Regions from separate parts of the Anas platyrhynchos genome. Here region 1 is linked to region 2. The links are chromatin contacts, called in public Hi-C maps. All regions are on one chromosome and are shown on one strand. The core of a region is the stretch at or near the end of the contact, and the rest is flanking DNA. Distances in the headings are between cores, read along the strand shown.

The links. A called contact is a pair of places that touch in the nucleus more often than the background predicts.
Region 1: a contact with region 2 is called in a Hi-C map of skeletal muscle, with 4 times the contacts expected there. The contact joins the enhancer-like site here to the promoter of RXFP2 in region 2. A contact is called at or near these places in 5 of 8 Hi-C or Micro-C datasets (F1 follicle, F5 follicle, liver and 2 more).

The regions. Positions count from the first base shown.
Region 1 is chr1:184,462,205-184,466,685 of IASCAAS_PekinDuck_T2T, forward strand. It overlaps B3GLCT (beta 3-glucosyltransferase), which reads right to left. Exons shown (of 15, transcript XM_027470010.3): 14 at 2,586-2,730. Among named protein-coding and RNA genes, the nearest start is that of B3GLCT, 56 kb to the right of the region's middle. Within about 2 kb of position 2,492, at least 1 of the 8 cell types and tissues checked has an H3K27ac peak or open chromatin away from gene starts, as enhancers often do.
Region 2 is chr1:184,384,539-184,389,185 of IASCAAS_PekinDuck_T2T, forward strand. RXFP2 (relaxin family peptide receptor 2) reads right to left here and starts at 3,397. Exons shown (of 18, transcript XM_027470037.3): 1 at 3,056-3,397. The coding sequence starts at 3,278.

The DNA of each region.
Region 1 (4,481 bases), core at 1,242-3,741, 77 kb after region 2:
GGAAACCGCATCGTTTTTCTTGATCACATCACATCAGAAGAGACAGAATTACAACAAATGCACATAATGCAGCTGACTTCCTAGCGAGCCAAGCATGTTTTATTTTCTCTGACAATTTAATGGCAGGTAAATGCATCACTATGCAAACAAGCCCAATCTGTAGTGGTCTCTGTAAACTATTTTTTTTTCCTGTTGTAAATAAAAATTTTGTATAGAGAAACGCAAGAAAGGCATGCAAAAACTTACTCAGAGAGCACTTTGTTTCAACATTTTTAAAATGATTTAATAAAAGATGCATTCTTTTTTTTTTTTTTTTAAGAAGTAAAATAAAATTGAATCAATGAGTTGATGCTGAAGCTCGTAACTAATTTAATACTGTACATTTCACCTACTTATGGTCACAATAATGAATTCTACATGCTGCATTCGTCATGCTCTTTCATGTACAGCCAGTCATAAAACCAGGCAAGGAAATTTGACATTAAGAAATCTGAGCTGTGTTTTTTTCCCCCTCTTATGTTTAAACCACAGACTATTTATTTAAAGAATTAAAATAAAATAATTTGGTGCAATCAAGAGGGAGCCCAAAAATAATTTTCTGGTTTACAAAAAATCCAATTTTGGTTTCTTGGTTTTTAAAATATTTGTTGAATAATAGTGAAATTCAGAGAATGAGCACACTCCAATTTTATTCAGTAGTTTTTCCCCTCAGGCTTAACTTTTGTTTAAGGTATGCTAAATTAGAATTTGTTATAAGTGACAGTAAAGATGTATTACAATTCAACTGTAATTTTCTGTGTGGAAAATCCGACTGCTAGGATTTCACTTTCAAAGTGATTCTGTATCAAATGTACACTATTAAGGATTACAAAGAAGTGCTCTGTTTGGTTGTGTAAGTGCCACTCCTACAAATCTGTAAAATGAGTTCTAGTCTTTCCAACTCTCATTTTAAAAACAACAAAAAAAACACCCCCCAGCCTCTACAAGCAAATTATTCAGTAATTCTGTCGATGAAGATGCATTACTCTTCTTTCATACTTATACTGAAAGAAGCGATGATAAACCAGGAAAGAAAAATCAATATGATTTTTTTATATATGCACAAATAATTAGAATTCTGAATAGTGTGTTCTCAGTCATCCCACTTCCCTAAATAGTAAATGTAATCAGAAAGAAAATCTCAATACAGGAAAAGCTGATAATTTAATTAGCAAACTTCTTCCTCCCTCCCTGACAGCTGCTTTGAATTAGTTGGTAATTTACTAATTTTTCAAGGAGGCTATTATCCTAATTTCAGTTTATTTTCAGCTACACAGATCTTCCCAGTTTTTAAACTAGATTAACTTCTGAAAAACATCCAACATTTCACTGATTTAAATGCTAATTTTTAAAAAAGTGCTGCACTGTTTGGAAAAATCACAAGCGCTTCTTCTCTTTACTACCATGGGAGGAAGGCAAAGTGTTTATTTGGTTCACGATGCAACAAATCTCTCTGGGACTCGGTGCATCATGTTTTCCACTATGATGTCACAGTTAGATTATGAAAAATTCTGGAAAACAGAAAGACGATTTAAATCTATTCCGATCCTCTTCTCCCAGACTGGAGAATATGCTCAAAAGAAAATTATGTTTTGTGACCTTTTTCGCTTGTGCTACCATAGGCCAATTTTTCAAAAGGTATTTGTATGATTCTTCAGAACCCTCCATAAAAACAACAGTTACAGGAACGCTTTAATGTTATATTCATATACACTAAGTAATAATATGTTTCAAAATACTAAATTCTGAATCACTAGAAGAATTGGATACATAGATGTATCAGGTTTACATAGTAAGCAAGGGTTTGGTAGTGGGGGGCTGCAGGAGTGAGGAGCTGCCCCCATGTTAAGAGCCAGCTCCAGCTGCTGGCCAGAGCCAAGTCAGGGAACAACGCTGGTTGTGCCTCTGGGAGAACAGACCGAAGCAAGAGAAAATCTGCACAACAGCAGCTGGGAGAGAGAAGTGAGAAATGAGAGAGAAGCAGCCCTGCAGCCCCCAGGTGAGTGCAGCAGGAGGGCAGGAGGTGCTCCAGGCAGGCAGCAGCAGTTCCCCTGCGGCCCGTGGAGAGGCCCCTGGTGGAGCAGGCTGTCCCCCTGCAGCCCATGGGTCCCCCATGGAGCAGATCTCCACGCTGCAGCCCCCCCATGGGTGGAGGAGCCCCCGGTGAAGCAGGTGGATGTGGCCTGGAGGAGGCCGCGGCCCATGGAGAGCCCCCACAGGAGCAGGGGGCTGGGGTGAGCTACCGCCCACCCGTGGGGGACCCGTGCTGGAGCAGTTTGCTCCTGGGGGATGGACCCCGTGGTACGGAGCCGTGTGGGAGCAGTTCCTGAAGAGCTGCTGCCTGTGGGCAGCCCCCGCAGGCTCAGTTCGGGAAGGACGGCATCCCGTGGGAGGAGATGTTCTGGAGAGAAGTAAGCTACAGCAATAGCATCTTGGTTATAGTTATTACAAAGCAGACTGATGTGTAATATTTATGAGTCACATTTTATGTGTATACTTAAAAGAACAAAATGTATTATAAACACTAGCAAAAATAACTCTCTGACCTGATGGAAGAGTGGGCTATGTGTTATAGGGATTCCTAAGCCACTGAAGCACATCCCAAGAACCATATCATCAGGCGCGTCCATGCTGTAACACCGGCATTTACTAGCAAGTAGTTTCTGAACGGCTGTTCTGCTGAAAACCATCCTGAGTTAAAAAAAAAAAAAAAAAAAAAAAAAAAAGAGTATTACACAATAAGTACTAGAGAAGCCAAACAACTGTAAATAATTAAATATTAATTATAAATATTAATCATACATATTATAAAACTGAAAGACAACAGGTAGCCCTCTGATGCAGCTCATCAGAAATTTCCAAATTTGAAAAGTCAGTACTGACAAGTAATGCAAGAGGCATTGTCTGAAAGATAATTACTTCACATAAAGAAAATGAATTATGCTGTTACTCCAACAGTTATTTATCAGCAGTAAAAACGGTGGCTAGCTAATTACCCTTACATTTTGCCAGGACTTTCTCTTCTGTCTTAGTCAAACATACCGTCTAGTTACTTCTCATGTAACCATTAAAAGGAAAAGAACTTGAAATCTGAACTGTCATTCCTTGAATCCTCTGCTGTACAGAGTTCTCTTTATAAGTGAAAAATGTTCCTTGAAGCTATTTACAAGGCTTTTCTGCTCACCCTCTCTTGCTCATCTAAATACCAACAAGAGCCCCACAGCTGTTAGATCATTAGCACTAAAATAAGCCTCCAGTAGACCAGAAACATGATGATGTCTTAAATTCAACAGCTGAGGGAATATGCTCTTGTCTAGCATTCCCTAGCTGTCTTTTCTGAAGTTACAACATCAACACACTTCAATACATCGTGCTCCAGCTTCTACACATTCCACTAATTAGATTCACACTCCAAAATTGCTACACAGCTTCATGAGTTTGTTCACAACATGACAATCCTTTGCTTGATACAGGGACATGGCAAAATTTGCAGAAATACTGAGGCTAAGGCAAAAAGCCTTGCCTAAGAATACTGCCAGATTGGGAGCTGTAGAATATTTCACATTAGCATTGCAACTTTGAAGACAGATCAGCTGCTTTTATCATAAAAAGACAAAAAATGGTGAGCACAATAGGAAGTCATATTTCAGTATTCAGATCAGAGAAGAAAAAGTCAGTTAAAGCCTTGAAAAAAAGAATCAGGACTTGTGACCAGCACACGTTGCTATGCAGAAGGTGTGGTGGAAACTGCCCACATCTGGGGAAGATACTTGCTAGCTGATTATCTGGATCATGTCCTTTCATTTATATAGAATTCTTCACTTTAGACAAACCTCAAAATTGGGGTATGGAGCAAGACGCATGATCTGTGCCTTCATCTGCTCAAACCCAAGAATAGAAATAATCCCCAAATTTCTACATCTAGATGACAGAACAGAAACTAAGACATAAACACTAAAGATACAGAGGTACAGGATGGGTAACTAACAAACAGCAAGGTCTTTTTCTCAACTCTAGCATAAACTCTACTTGAGCAAGACCTTCTGCAACTATGCAAAACAACGAGAAGGTGAGTCAGCGGATCTTTATTTACTCATGGATGGATAAGAAAACTGGCAAGTTATTATAGTCATTACTTTTCACAGAGAACGACGCTAAGGCTATTTGGATGTCCACGCTACTTGCTTTAGATGGTTCTCATTGTAGTAGGAGCCAAACCAAAAGATCATGCACATGTTAATTTAAACCAAATTCTATATACAATCTCAGCAGCCCATCTCTCTCATGCGTGAGATCAACCCACAATGTTCTCTTTCTATGAGAAACTGTTCTCTGGGATATAAATATCAACTTCCTTGCTTAGCTACCTCTCCATAAATCATTGCATAAAGTTCAAAAACAGAAACAGAATCATCATCATTTTTAACCATGCTTGGACACTG
Region 2 (4,647 bases), core at 2,147-4,646:
CATGGAAAAAAAGTACTTTGTAGATTCAAAACGCAGGTAAAGAGGTATCTGGTGAACTGCAAGAACATTTTTGAAGTTATGTGCATCGTCCATATTAAACATCCATTTAATGGTCTGAATGGTGAGCAGGATTAAAACAACAGTGCAAATTATAGACCATCATTTGTGATATTTAAAAAAATCTACAAAAGAAAAAAAAAAAGCACTCGTAATCTGTTTTTTCGCATGAATCTAAAACCCGCTTGCTTTAGGGTTCCTGTATTTATTACAGTGACAACCTCTTCATCCACAGTGCTCCACAGGGAAACATCATCCCTGACCTCTCGCTTTGAAGTGAATGGCACCTTTACCAAGTGATTCTTTCTCCTGGTTGAAAAGTGAGTCACACCATAACTTATGTTTTGTAGTTGTGTAACACTTAAAAATGATTAATTGTCACATTTATAATAGCTAGTGGCTTTATTATTATTATTTTTCATATTTTATTGCCAGAACTGAACTGATCACTGGCAAGCATTGGCCCTGTTATTAAGGTCTGGACCGTAACACCGAGAAGCAGTTCCTCACTGAGGAGGTGTTATAGCTGCTTTGAACAGCAGTTCATTAAAAAGAAAAGAAAAAAGGTAAATAAAAAGGCTAAACAATCTGGGATTGAATATTTTATCCTTAAATTCATCAAGCATAGAATCACTAGGCAGTGGTATATAAAGTCAGAGCCCACTGTTAGAGATGCCTGTTCTGTCAGTCACACCAGAGGATCCTCCTGGGCTTCCTATCAATTCAGACAGATGAGATGTATTCACGTGTTCACATTTTAATCACTGATGTTTCAGGCACAGCTTGGCTAATTAGCATTAATTACAAAGGCAGGACTCTGATTTGAATATCCCCCTTTCCACCCAGCAGCATGCCAGTTTTGTTTCTCCAACATGCCCAGGATGCTGCACAATTACTTTCCGCAGGTCTTGACATGTAAGGCTTCCTTTTGGCTGGACACCTGGTGTCCCGGTGGCTGCTGGAGAGAGATTTGGGAAAATAACTACCAAAAAAAAAAAAAAGAAAAAAAAAAAAGAAAAAAAAGGGGGGAGCTGTTTGTCGTCAGCCGTTAGAGGGCAGTAAAACACCACCTTTTTAAGCAGCATCGATTTATTCCGCTAAATACGAAGGGCAAACTTTGAAGGTTAACCAGCCATTCAAATACCAGGAGTGTTTGTAATCTAGTGATATTTCCCACTCTTTTAAAGTGGAGTCACGTATCTAAGAATTTTAAAGTCTGTAACTAAACAGCCGCTATTCAACACCCATTTTACAGCAATATGGATGTTTTTCCTTTGAGACCTGCTGCAGATGTGGCTTTCCCAGATGTAACTGTATCTTGTGACATTCCCAAAGCTGCTATACTTACTATATACACATTTTTGGCAACATTTCAGAGGAAGGGGCAAGACTGAAAACGGGCGGGGGCACATCAGTCATTCACTTCATATTTCTATACCTCCTGAAACACGGTGAAGACAAAACACACACCAGAGGAAAGCTCTCTCTGACTCGTATCCCCTTCCCTGCGATGCTTGCTTGTACCTGTGTCACTGTGGACTCGGTCCCTCTCTCGTCTGAACGCTCTGATGCAAAATTGTCTCAGCCCTTATTGTCTATTATGGAGGGGGAGCAGCTGAGAAATAATGACCTTTTAGTAATACAGCCGTTTGCTTGTCTGCTTCTTTATTTATGGAAAAAGCAATTTGAAATAATAGAAGGGATATTCATATTTTTTTCTAACTGTCCCAAATAAATAAAGATTCATTTCATGGTGTGTAAATAGGGAAGATAGTAAGGGGGTGGTGGTGGTTGTAATAAGCTACTTCTAACTTTTGTTTCAGCTAATCAGACTTGTGACAATGAAAGCAATATGAGGAATGGAAAGTTGACTCACTAGATGTTTTGTCTTAAAGTCAATTTTGGAAAGATAATGAAAACAACTTTACGTTAAAATAAACATTTTACACTAGCACAATGTTCTCCAGTGATAAGCAAAACAGCAATTTAAAAGATATCTTTAAATAGAGTATTTAATAAAATTCAATACTTTCTAATCCTGCATATTCCACTCCTTTATAACAGGTTGTCTACAGAACAAATAATATATTCTCTCTTACTTGTTTTCCATTTCTAACAGGCTGGCATTTTCTTTTTCTTTTTAATTTATTTTCTTCCTAGTAATGCACTTGCCATTTCATTTTCTTACTTTGATAACACTCTGCATTATTAGAAAAAAAATGCTATTTCATTAAAGAACTTTCCACAAGCTTAAGAATTGCCATTCATGAGCTAATTACAATGAAAACCATTTATTCACTTTCCTACAATACTTCAAGAATTGCTAAGCATAAGAAAACTATTATTATTAAAAATTAATGTGTGTAGGAACTGAAATATTTTAATTTTTGAAAATTTGTTTAAAGGAAAGACTGTAACTTCCACTTGTATATTGTTGCTAAACTAGTGTTTCTAATGAAAAATAAGTTTTCTCATAGAAGCAATATTTTAGGCAATTGTTTCTAAGATTCAACATGCTTGCTTAAATGTATCGTTCTATTTTGAATTTGCTTATACTGAAAATATTTGCTTCACTGAATTACCACAAGTTTTGCTTAAATTGGGAAATACCCATGAAAACTTAGTTGCTAAGTTAAATGCTTCCTTTTTTTCACCTAATATGTAGAAAGTGTGCTATGATACAGAGGCGAAGCTTGCTGATCAGAACAATGTTTCATTACATTGGGTATTTTTTGAAAAAGCATGGCTTTATCAATTAGTTTTGTAGCTGATAAATTTAATCAAAATTTAAAGCAACCTGGTTGGGCAATTCAATCGTTTTACAAAATCAGATTTTCTCACCTGCTTTAAACTTAAAATAATAATAAAAAAAAAAAAGTATAACAAAATCATGCAAATGAAAATTCCTTACCGATTCCTCACTTTAAATGAAATTTCTTGTTAATGCGTCCCAAAAGGCACTCAGGCTAATAAAGAATTAAGTGAGAAGTGGTCTTACCTTTGATTCCTAACAGAAGAATGACACGGAGCAGGAACAGCATCCTCGGAGCCCGAAGGGGACGGGACGGGCAAGGGGATGAGTGTGGCCATGGAGCCGTGCTCTGCTCTGGGCCCCTTGCAGCTGCCCTCCTGCAGAGCCCCAGCCAGGATGGGATGCGTGGCACCGAGCATGCTCCCAGCCCCTGCTCCCTCTCACCCACCAGGTTGTCAGCACTTGTCATAAACCATCGCAGACGTCTTGTCTGGCTCCTGGTTTGCCACTGCTTGTGCCTGAGAAAGAGCGCAAGGGATTCCGATTTTACTGCGTTCACAACTCACTTCTGACAGGGCGATTTCTGGATCCGAGGTGTTTCTTTACATACGAAGTTACTTTTATAAGGAAAATGAAAATCTCTAAACAGTTTGCTGTTGTCGTATCACAGCTGGGATTACAGAGTAATGATGTTATTCAGATTTTTTAATTACAAAGCCGACTGAAGATTAACACCCAAATGCTTACACATGACATTAAACACTGCGCACAGCTGGGCCACTGAAATCAGCCCCTTTGCTGTCTCCAAGGGTGATTTCTTAAAGTTTTTTTCTCAAAGAAGGCTCATTACACTTGTGCCCTAATTATTATTATGAAAAGTTAATATTTTTCTGCCCCGTGTTACGCCTTTATGTGTCCTCAGTGAAAACTTTTTTTTTTTTTTTTTCCCAGAAGAGGATACTACAGACATGTGAAAGATCTTTTCCTACACCACTATCTGTATTTAAAATTAAATAAGGCAGACACGTTCTTCTAACATTATACATCATTTCATATGAGTTTGCAGTGCATTTAACCAATATACATGATGAGCGACATTATGTTCTTCCATGCTATATTTTGACTTAAATGGGGAAAATCAATGCAAAAAGATTGTAGTACATTAGTACATAACCTCAAATTATTGATAACTTTTGTCTACAATACTTTGAAATAAAACAGCTAACAGGAAGAATGCAAAAATCTTCAGAAAAGGGGACTACAAAAATGTGATGTGTATGGATGGTCTACACCCTACAATAAAAACTACCCAATGTTAGAGGGCCAAACAGCCATTCACTTCTATGCAAGGCAAAGAACAATTTAAGTGAGGGTGGGGACTCGTTCAAGAATGTATTTGACTTCAGCCACCACAATTATCTCAGAGGCATTTACGATCCCAGCCCACGGTGCTCTTTATGTTGAATGTGGGAGGCAAAGGAAGGTGAGAGTGGGATGTGGCACATTTCCACCTGTATTTTGTAGTGCTGTGTAGCACTGTAGAGTTTCTGCAGTTTCTGAAACAGCAGGTGGAAATGTGGACATTTACCAGCATTGAAATGCAGAAGGTGATTGAAGTCAGCATAGGTGGAAAGGCCTAAAGGTGCCTTGCTTGGCACTGTTTGGCTCTGTCTCTGTTTTGCACATCCTATCTTCCCAGGCACTGCCTATTCTAAAAGAAGGGATGGATGGCATTTGGTTTCAGCACATGAAAATTAAAAATATAACAGAGGGTCATGCAGGATTATGTGGGGATCACATGAAACAGTGAAGTGAATGTCATTGCTGGTTGTTGGCAT